Linked DNA regions of Sus scrofa: region 2 is linked to region 1. Evidence: chromatin contacts called from public promoter capture Hi-C data. All regions are on one chromosome and are shown on one strand. The core of a region is the stretch at or near the end of the contact, and the rest is flanking DNA. Distances in the headings are between cores, read along the strand shown. Region 1 holds the start of LEMD3 (LEM domain containing 3). Region 2 holds the start of LLPH (protein LLP homolog).

Region 1 (5,710 bases), core at 2,300-4,799:
CGTTAACTGTAAAAGCTTTTGTCCTCTTCCTCACCTCATTACAGACTCCTCCCTCTCTAGGATAGGTGAGAAAAGAGGGAACTAAGTTTATTTTTACATATATTACTGTATGATTTAAGAAAGGTATTCAAGAGGTAGTATACTGTAGTGGAAAGAGTAGGAAATTTGGACTCTGAGGTCATACGTTTCAGTTTTGCATCTGGCTATTGAGAGAACTGAATCAAGGAACCTTTCTAATCTTGGTTTCCTTATATGTAAAAGATGAAAACTAATCATAAAATACCCTTTGGATTGTCAGAGGAATTATATGATGGTCTGCAAATAAGTAAAAGATAGCTAAACAGATGTATATCATCTTAGGAAGAGAAAATAAAATCATTTTTTAAAATGAAGCACATGTTGGAGTTCCTGTTGTGGCTCAGTGGGTTAAGAATCTGACCAGCATCCATGAGGATGCGGGTTCAATCCCTGGCCTTGCTCAGTGGGTTAAACGATCTGGCACAGCTATGAGCTGTGGTGTAGGATGGCAGCTGCAGCTCTGATTTGAGCCCTAGCCTGGGAATTTCCATATGCCTCAGATGCAGCCCTAAAAAAATTAAAATAAAATAAAATGAGGCACATGAAGTTAGAAAGTTTAGATGGAGTTAGCAATGGGATTAATTTATAAAATATATGCTATAGAGCCCTAAACACTTGCCATGGTTGGGACACAAATTCAAGCCTGAACTTCCCAGCTCTTGTCTCAAAGAGAGAAACATGGCAAGTCAGCAAACACAGTGTCCATCCATAAGGTCAGAAACAAATTCGTAATTTTGTCATTCTTCAAAAAGTGAAACCCACAATTACCATATGATCTGAAATTTCTAGGTACATACCCAAAATAATAGAAAACAAGTATTCAAACAGATACTTGTACACGAATGTTCATAGCAGCAGTATTCACAATAACCCAAAGGTGGAAACAACCAAAATTTCTATCAATGGATGAACAGATAAATGAAATGTGGTATATTCATAATAGGAAATATTATTCAGCCATAAAAAGAAATGAAATACTGATCCATGCTACATCCTTTTTTTTTTTTTTTGCTTTTTGCTTTTTTATGGCCCCACTCATGACATATGGAAGTTCCCAGGCTAGAGGTCAAATTGGACCTGCAGTCTATACCACAGCCACAGCAACACCAGATCCAAGCTGTGTCTGTGACTTAAACCACAGCTCATGGCAATGCCAGATCCTTAACCCATTGAGCCAGGCCACGTATCCAACTGTCCTCATGGATACTAGTCGGGTTTGTTATCACTGAGCTACAACGGGAACTCCTTGATACATGGTATATCTTGATGAATCTCAAAATGTTAAGTGAAAGGAGTCAGACACAAAAGATCACATTATTATATGAGTCCATTTATATGAAATATCCAGAATAGTTAAATCCATAGAGACAGGAAAAAGATAAGGTTGCCAGGATCTGGGCATTCCTGTTGTGGCACAGTGGAAACGAATCTGACTAGGAACCATGAGATTGCAGGTTCGATCCCTGGCCTCACTCGTGGGTTAAGGATCTGGTGTTGCGGTGAGCTATAGTGTAGGTCGCAGATGGGGCTCAGATCCCGTGTTGCTGTGGCTGTGGCATAGGTGGAAGCTGTAGCTCTGATTAGACTCCTAGCCTGGGAACCTCCATATGCCCCGGGTGCTGCCCTAAAAAGGAAAAAAAAAAAAAAAAAAAGTTGCCAGGGTCTGGAGATGGGGAGAAATAGAGAATGTCTGCATATCAGGTACAGGTTCTCCTTTAGGAACGTTGAAAATGTTTTTGAATTACACAGAGGTGATGGTTGCACAACTTTGTAAATGTACTAAATGCAATCAAATGTACACTTTTAAATGCTTAATTTTGTTATGTGAATCTTACCTCAACAACAAAAATAATAAATACATAAATAAAACAAAGCAGAACCAAAACAAATGAGCTGTCTGGAAACGTACAATTATTTCTAATACTGAGACCAGAAAGGACAGTCTCTAAGGAAATAAACCTTTGAACATAATGTTGAGTGGTCATTCTTTAGATTGTTCTTCAACATAAGCTAAAGTCAGGAGTTCCTGTTGTGGGTCAGTGGTAATGAACCCGACTAGTATCCATGACGACACAGATTTGATCCCTGGCCTTCCTCAGTGGGTTAAGGATCCTGCATTGCTGTGAACCGTGGTGTAGGTCACAGACATGGCTCAGATTTGGCATTTCTGTGGCTGTGGTGTAGGCCTGCGTCTGCAGCTCCAATTCAACCCCTAGCCTGGGAACTTCCATAATCTGCAGGTGCAGAACTAAAAAAAAAGCTAATGTCCTGACTATGAAGGACAAAATTGCAAAAGATATTTTACTGGAAACCAGGGGGAGTACAGTGTTAGTAATATGGCCCAAGCTAAACTGGTATCTGACCAGAGGGCTTAAGATAGTGACAATATTAAAAACAGAGAGAAAGAAACAGACTGCCAGGTCTTAATTGTTTTTGTTTTTTGGTTTTTGTTATTGACTGTGTGTGAAGGTTTCTCATTTGCCACTACTTTTACGTCAAAATATTAATCTCATACTATCCTACTTTTGGAAGTCATTCATTAGTTCAACAAATGTTCTTGAACTTCTAGTGTCAGGCACTGTAGGGGTGGTTCCTGTGCCCATAAAGCTTACAGTTCAAAGGGATAAGACAATCCAGTCAATCAATAATTTTGAAAACAAATGCATTAAAAATAATCATTAACAATAAATAAATAACTATAGGTTGGAAAGATGCTAAGAAGGAAATAAGCAGGATGGTGTGCTCGCTTTTTTGTCATAGAGTGAAGCAAGGGATAGACTCTTTCAATCACCAAAATGATGACCTATCAGATTTTAGAAGAGGAAAAAATGATAATACTTTACAACCAACTAGGGAATGAATATCCATCACAATTGAAGAAAACTATTGGGGCTGGCTGGTTTACTCTGTATCTCTTCCTTGGAATGGAAGATGTGAGGCTTCTCAGAATGAGCAGTGAGAGAAACTGCCCTTCCCTTTTCTTTGGTAAGTCAAGTAGAAAGACAAAGTGAAAAGAGAACCAGGAGTCAATAGGGAAATTGCCAATTGTCTGTCCACCAAAATTTAAGTCTCCTGGTTCCCCTACGCAGCGGGAATCAGGACGGAAAAAACTAATGCCATGAAGTTCAAGGCAGATTTCCCATCAACTATTACTGCCCAGCGGCAGGAACCTGGAAAGAAGAGGTCAAGGTACTGCTTGTCAGGAGGCAGTCCCCGGGAAAGGCGCTGGTAAAGGCAAAGAGGAGAGTTGCCGGATGGAGAGGAGACAGAAAGGGAAAGGGAAGGGAAGGCACTGGCACCCCAAGTCAGAGCGCAGAAAAACTCTCAGCAGCGGGAGCTGCGCGCCGCTCAGGTGGCCTTTTCCCGCTCAGGTGAGCTCCTCCCGCGCCTCCCATTGGCTAAGGCGCCCGTGGCGCTGGGAGGGCGACGCACCCCGGTCTAGTTCAGGGTCTAGGGCGGCGCGTCACTTCCGGTAGCGCGGAGCTTGTAAAACACCCTGGAGAGAAAATGGCGGCGGCAGCGGCTTCGGCGCCTCAGCAGCTCTCGGATGAGGAGCTTTTCTCTCAGCTCCGCCGTTACGGCCTGTCTCCTGGCCCAGTGACGGAAAGCACCCGCCCGGTTTACCTCAAGAAGCTGAAGAAGCTTCGAGAGGAAGAGCAGCAGCAGCACCGGTCCGGGGGCCGCGGCACCAAGACGCGGAACAGTAATAACAATAACACGGCAGCCGCCACGGTCGCCGCCGCGGGATCGACGGTGGCGGCCGCGGGGATGGGGGTCCGGCCGGTCTCGGGCGACCTCTCCTACTTACGGACTCCTGGAGGCCTGGGCCGGATCTCCACTTCGGGCCCGGAGAGCCCCTTGGGAGGGACCGGGGGCGCCTCGGCCGCCCCCACGGCTGGCAGCAAAGTGGTCCTGGGCTTCAGCTCGGACGAGTCGGACGTGGAGGCCAGTCCCCGGGACCAGGCCGGCGGCGGCGGCGGGAGGAAAGACCGGGCTCCGCTCCAGTACCGCGGGCTCAAACCGCCGTCGGCGCCCCTGACCGCCAGCGAGGTGACTAACAACAACTCGGCCGAGCGGAGGAAGCCCCACTCGTGGTGGGGGGCCAGGAGGTCGGCGGCTCCCGAGCTGCAGAGCCCGTCGGGGAGAGATGGGGCGGCGGAAGACGAGGAGCAGGAGGGAGAAGACGGCGAGGACAGGGACCCGGAGGCCGAGGAGCCTCTGTGGTCCGGCCGGACCGTGAATGGCAGCCGGCTTCTCCCCTACAGCTGCCGGGAAAACTATTCGGACTCGGAGGAAGAAGACGACGACGACGTGGCCTCCAGCCGACAGGTATTGAAGGACGACTCCCTTTCCCGGCACCGGCTCCGGCGGGGCCATAGTAAGCCTCTCTCTCCTCTGCCTGCGAAATCGGCCGGCGGCCGGCTGGAGACCTCCGTTCAGGGAAGGGGAGGAATCGCGATGAATGACAGGGCGGCGGCCGCCGGGAGTCTAGACCGGAGCAGAAACCTCGAGGAGCCGGCGGCGGCGGAGCAGGGAGGAGGGTGTGATCCATTGGACTCCAGCCCCATTCCTAGATATCGTGTTAACGCTAAGAAACTGGCCCCTCTCCTGCCGCCACCGCTCGCGGACATGGACTCAACCTTGGATTCGTCCACAGGCTCTCTTCTTAAAACCAATAATCATATCGGCGGCGGAGCCTTCAACGTGGACTCCCCCAGGATTTTTTCCAACAGCCTCCCTCCCGGTGCGGCGGTGGCCGCCTCTGGTTCACTCAGGATCAATCACTCCAATCATACGGGCTCCAATCACACCTACCTGAAAAACACATACAACAAACCGAAGCTTTCTGAACCCGAGGAGGAACTTCTCCAGCAGTTTAAACGGGAGGAGGTGTCCCCAACAGGAGGTTTCAGTGCTCACTACTTGTCCATGTTTCTCTTAACTGCTGCCTGCTTATTTTTCCTCATATTGGGACTGACTTACCTAGGAATGAGAGGGACGGGAGTAACCGAGGATGGAGAACTCACCAGTAAGTATTAAGCCCTGTGGGGAAGGCAACAAAAGGACTGTTGTTAGTGGTGGGCTCTAACCGCACTGGGCATTTAGCCGAGGTGACTTCTTAACCCACTGCGCCATGGCGGGATCTCCCTATCCGAGGTGACTTCTGTCAGCAAGAATATGGCTTTAGTAGTGAAACACAACAGATTGAGTGCCTTCGTGCCATCTTTCCTTAAGAAAGAACATGATTACAATGATCGGAACGATGATGCCACGGCTGGATTTAAGGGTTTTCTGTATGATGTATTGGGAAATTCAAAACATAAAAGAACAAAATACTATAAGCAAGCCTGTTAGTAAAATGCACTTCGTGTGTGTGACTTAAATTTTCTTTTGGCCTTAAATAACCACTTGTGCAGATGCCAGTCCCATTACTCAACAGTTTGGAGGTATTTTGATTGTGCAGGAGCATAATAATGCACTGGAGTTTTTGTTTTTTTTGTTTTCCCCAAATGAGTTGTGATTTTAAAAGACAATGTAAGATCTCTTGAAATGGTGGTTAAATGTTTTGTTTTATTAAGGACAGGTGTAAGTAGTCCCATAATTTCTTTAAAGTGAATGAGTATGGAAAGTA
Region 2 (5,703 bases), core at 2,809-5,308, 890 kb after region 1:
GGAAGACAGTGAAAAAGGAGAAAAGAGTCACAAAGGAAGTTGATACGATTTTTTATAAATGAAACACATAAACTCACCTGTTTCATCTTTCTCCACACATTGGGTTTTCTCTTGACAACGTTTAGGTTCCACCACGGTTGCTATTTCTTGAACATCTTTCATTAAAACATCACCACCTATTTTAAGAATATTTTTAAGTCTGCTCAGCTCCTTTGGGGCATTCTTTTTTCTCTTTTCAGCACGCATTTTCCTTTTCCACTTACTCCGTAAACTTTTAGCCATATTTTACCTGTAGAGTTAACAACAATAAATATTCAAAAGCAACTATTTACTATCCAAAAAAAAAAAAAAAAAAAAAAAAAGACAAATCCTTGGAAAACCGGTCAAGAGGTCTCTCTACAGAACATGAACAAATAGAAAGGAAACTCTTCACTCTGTTCATGACTTATGATAGCATAATGTGCAAATTATGTGATGATCAACATGACAGATGGCATATACAGCCACTAAATAACAAATAAGAACACCAAACCATCTCCCCCAAGAAAGGGAGCGGGGAGTTCTCTGGTGGCACAGCAGGTTAAGGATCCAGTTTTGTCACTGCAGTGGCACTGGTCACTGCTGTGGCACGGGTTTGATTCCTGGCCCAGGAACTTCCATACACATCCCCCGGCCCCCAAAAGAACATCAAACCAAACTCCTCATGGCCACTGGCACACTGTAAGTCAAGCCAAATTTTTTTTTTTTTTTTTTTTTTTTTGTCTTTTTGCTATTTCTTGGGCTGCTCCTGCAGCATATGGAGGTTCCCAGGCTAGGGGTCAAATCGCAGCTGTAGCCACCGGCCTACGCCAGAGCCACAGCAACGCAGGATCCGAGCCGCATCTGCAACCTACACCACAGCTCACGGCAACGCCGGATCGTTAACCCACTGAGCAGGGGCAGGGACCGAACCCGCAACCTCATGGTTCCTAGTCGGATTCGTTAACCACTGTGCCACGACGGGAACTCCAGTCAAGCCAAATATTAAAGGTCCTAGAGTTTCCACACAAGATGCAAAAATTTAACTTCCCCCAAATGCAAAGAGCACTATCACTTTACATCTATGCAACAACTTAAAAAAATCACAAAAAGTCTTATAAATCTTTCAACTGAATCTTGATTTCCCCTAAACCTACAGAAGACCTCATCCACCTCAATCTTCCTCATTATCCACACCTGCAAGTCAATCTAGCAATTTTATTTTATTTTATTTTATTTTATTTTTGTCTTTTTGCCATTTCTTGGGCCACTCCCATGGCATATGGAGGTTCCCAGGCTAGGGGTCGAATCGCAGCTGTAGCCCCCTGCCTACGCCAGAGCCACAGCAACACGGGATCTGAGCCGCGTCTGTGACCTACACCACAGCTCATGGCAACGACAGATCCTTAACCCACTGAGCAAGGGCAGGGATCGAACGCGCAACCTCATGGTTCCTAGACGAATTCGTTAACCACTGCGCCACGATGGGAACTCCCAATCTAGCAATTTTAAACTTGTCTATTTCCACTCTTGCTCTCTCTCCACCCCTCAGTCCAAGCCCTCAGTCCTCCACAAGGTGGTCAATGTGAGCTTTTAAAAACTTAAAAGAGCATATCACTGTCTTCCTTGGAATTAACGATTTTCCACCTCATATGTTCAAGATCTACAAGGTTATTTGTAACCTGGCCCCTGCCTCCTTCAACTCTTTATCTCCTCTCATGCTCCACCCCATTCTCAGACACCAGTTACATCTGAAAATAGTCCATCTGGGACAACCTAGAGACAGTGTTGAGTATGTGATGAGGGGTCGGGAAGGATTATAGAGTTTAGAGGGAAATTTGTGGGGAGTGACTTTTAACACTATTTTGATTGTGATGGATTTATGTATATGTCTACCTCATTTTTTACATTTTAAATATGTGCAGTTTAATGTGTTAATTATACATCAACAAAGCAGTTAAATAAGTTATTGACACTATTTACAAAAAAAAAAAGGGGGGGGGAGAAAAAGAAAAATGTCCAAATGACATCCACTTCCGGACCTTTACATGTGCCATTTCTATGCCTGGAAACTGATATTTCACTTCAGTACTTCAGCAAAGGATTCTCTGAACCCTGTGAGCTGCCCTCCTTTTATTCTTTATCACAAATCCTGTCTTTCCTTTTCTTTCTTTTTTGTCTTTTTGCCTTTTCTAGGGCTGCTCCCGAGGCCTATGGAGGTTCCCAGGCTAAAGGTGCAATCAGAGCTGTAGCCTCCCGCCTACACCACAGCCTCAGCAATGCAGGATGCCAGCCGCGTCTGCAACCTACACCACAGCTCACAGCAACGCAGGATCGTTAATCCACTGAGCAAGTCCAGGGATCGAACCTGAAACCTCATGGTCCCTAGTCAGATTCGTTAACCACTGAGCCACGACGGGAACTCCCTGTCTTTCCTTTTCAATACATGTTACAATCTGACATTTTTAAATTCATTTTCTCTCATCCCTGGTGGACTGTGGGCTCCAATGAGACAGGAGGAAAAGGGGCAGGACACAAAGGCTAGGTAATGAAACAGGGCAGCTGTTGGGATGTGACAAAGACTGGCTGGAACCTCCTGAAACTAAGGGTGCTTTTGAGAACAGTCCAGTCATTGACGCTTTAGTTCATTATACCTTCGTTGTAATACTAAAAAATCATTTCCCCTTACACCATGACAGTTTCGAGGAGAAACAGAAAAGGCCAAAAAGTGGGCAGTGGCCCAATTTCTGGGAAATGCCCATCCTTCTCTCATTCCAGAGCTTTTAAAAAACACTTAACCCATAAAAATATACAACCCCCGCTCCAGACGGCTCTCACTTTTCTGGACGACCTCCTGCCCTAGGCCAGCTCTCATTTTCTGGGACTGTCTGCATTCTGCCTATGGTATGCGTATCCCTAAATAACCTTGCTTTCCCTTTACTCTGGTTTGCTCTTGAATTCTTTCCTGATGGAAGCCAATAACCCTGACTGGCAGTCGGTCCTAAGGATCCCTGCAGGTCCCAGGACGTGACACTTCCCTTCTCCTGCAACACGACAAAGACAGGGGCTAAATACGTCCTATTCATCGCTGGATCTTCCAATGTATAGCCCTTTACACATAGTAAAGTTTAAACAAATATTTGTTGAACATATGACTGGTGGAGTAACATTTTTTGGATGCCAGCAATCACAAATTCACTCACTCCCCAGAGTACCCAAGCCCTGAGAGGAGCAGGGACATAAGGGTGGCAGCACACAACCTCGACAGCCGAGGTTAACCTGACCGTGACTGAACGACTAAGGAAAGCCTCCACTTCCCACAGAGGACCGGGAAGCCCGAGGGCCGTCACCAAGACCACGGCAGGCCCGATCCCTCCAGGAGGCCTGCGTCTCTAGGCCAGGATCAAGCTTGCCCAAAAAGGGACTAAGCTTGAGAAAAGACGCTCTACTCGCAGCGGAATCGAGTCCCAAACCCCAAGCCCCACTGGAGTCAGGGGGTAAAGAACTCACCTGAGAAAGCGCAGAAACTTAGACGCCACACGCCACTCACGCCGACAGGAAGTCCCTAAACTTCCGCCTTCCGGGCAGCCAGCTCCGCTGCACGCCGGGAGCCCAAATGCCCCGGATGGCCTGGAGAGGCGGGTTCTCTGGAGTCCGGGGCTGACGCACTTCCTGCCTTCAGGGCGAGTGGGGACGTAGTCTGTCTCCTCCTAGGTGGGTTGTAAAGTCGGATTTAAAGCGGGGGAACCCCGGCTGGGGATCCGGCTCCAGCGAGACCTGCTTTCCGGACGGGGGCGGGGCAACCCCTAGACTAATCCTAGGAGGGGTCCCTGCCAGATGACCTCCTTTGTTGCCTGTCCAACAGAGAGCTGAGAGCCTACCTTTAGAACTCACCTCTCGCCTCACACCTCGCATCGCCCAATTAAGATTGTTACAGAAACTGCAGAAACATGGCAGCAGAAGGAGACAAAGGGCACTCAGGAATGTGGCAAAGCGAGGTTTATTCAGCACCAGTGTGGGCTCAGAGGAGTCACCTCCAGAGTCTGAGCACCAGGTCCTTGTTCTCAGCAACTTTTATACCCTACTGGGTCTTGTTTTTCCCATGTTAGGAGCTGGGACCTCCCCCTTCCCTGAACGGACTGTGTTCCTAACTGATAATCGTTTGGAGCAGATTAGCTGGTGAGCAGAACTGAACAGGCACTCTGCTGCTTTTTCAGACAAGGAGGGGGATTATGTCTCTTAGTTAAATCTCCTGCTTCAGGATCCTCTTTATTTGTAGCCCTTAAATTTCCCCAATCCCAGGTGATGGTCTCACAGTTGTATGTCAAAACTTGTCAAATTGTATCCTTTAAATATGTGTAACTAGTTGTATATCAGTTATACCTTAAAGCTATTAGGCAAAACAACCCCTTTCCCGTCCAAAGACAAGTTCAGAGGATAAAATGATCAAACTAATTCAGATATTCCCTTAATGTATACCAGACACAATGTAAGCCTTGGGACAGATGAATTAGGTGAAGGACACATTGATGACAAACAACTTGACTAGTTGTTTTTATTATAATTTTACATATGCTCCTAAAACATTGGCTTCAGAACCAGGCAGGTCTGTGGGATTTATGGTTCTAACCCTTCCTTGTGAGTAGTATGAGTAATGTCTCAGAGCCTGGATTTCCTTATCTATAGAATGAAGCTGATAATCCTAGATAGGGGATATAAGAGCCCAACAAATGGTCACACATTTTTACAAAAATTTCAGACATGCACAGGACTATTTGTAAGCAGTATTTTCTAGATATTTACAATATATACCAATAAATAGTCTGAATTGTCTTTAATCATGGCTTAGTAAACTCCTGTCTGGTTACAAGTAGAGTTTACTGAAACAATTTATGGGTACTTTTTTCTTTAAATTTGCATCCTTGAAGAAAGCGTGCATCATGTGGAAATTACTAAACTCAGAATTCAGCAAGTGTTTTGTTAGTTTTTTTTTAAACAGGGTGAAAAACGCTTATAACATGTAGTGTGTGTGTGTCTGTGTGTGTGTTTAAAAGCATGCTTGTTGGGGAGTGGGGGATGCACTGGGGCTTTAGGATGGAAATGCTATAAAACTGGGTTGTGATGATCGTGTACAATTATAAATGTAATAAAATTCATTGAGTAATTTTTAAAAATAAAAATAAAAGCATGCTTGAAAAACCTTTCTTTAAAGGGGAAATTAAGTTTCTATAGAGCAAGTGGATTCCTATTTTATAAGTTAACCATATATTAGATCTTAGCCATCTCTGCCAAAAATACATGTTCACACTGTATTTTAAATTGGAGAAGGCTCTGCCAAAAATACATGTTCACATTGTATTTTAAATTTCAGATAGCCCCAAATTGACTGCATCTTGCTTAACAAACCAAGCTGAGACTTTTGAATAGAAACTTGGCACCAGAAAAGAGAAAAAAATTATTATGACAATGTGGTGTTAAATACATGCCACATTCTGCATTACTGATGCTTTAAAAGACTGAATCCTAGATTGCATTATTGAAGGGAAAAAAATTTTTTCAATTTTTGTTCCTCACCAGTTTGTATAAAAGCAGTTCTAACCGAATAAATGGCCTTGGTATGTTTTAAAATCCTTAATTTATTCCCTCATTCATGTATTTGAGAATGCATTCTGTAAAAGGTACTAT

The links. Promoter capture Hi-C pulls out the DNA fragments that hold promoters and counts their contacts.
Region 2: a promoter capture Hi-C map of fetal liver shows a contact between it and region 1, with 2.1 times the contacts expected there. The contact joins the promoter of LLPH here to the promoter of LEMD3 in region 1. A contact is called at or near these places in 2 of 5 promoter capture datasets (fetal liver and liver) and 1 of 2 datasets of contacts at active chromatin or transcription factors (skeletal muscle).

Annotation. Positions count from the first base shown.
Region 1 is chr5:29,592,785-29,598,494 of Sscrofa11.1, forward strand. LEMD3 (LEM domain containing 3) reads left to right here and starts at 3,550. Exons shown (of 13, transcript NM_001315597.1): 1 at 3,550-5,107. The coding sequence starts at 3,586.
Region 2 is chr5:30,481,476-30,487,178 of Sscrofa11.1, forward strand. It overlaps LLPH (protein LLP homolog), which reads right to left and starts at 4,059. Exons shown (of 3, transcript XM_003126360.5): 1 at 3,529-4,059; 2 at 78-289. The coding sequence starts at 282.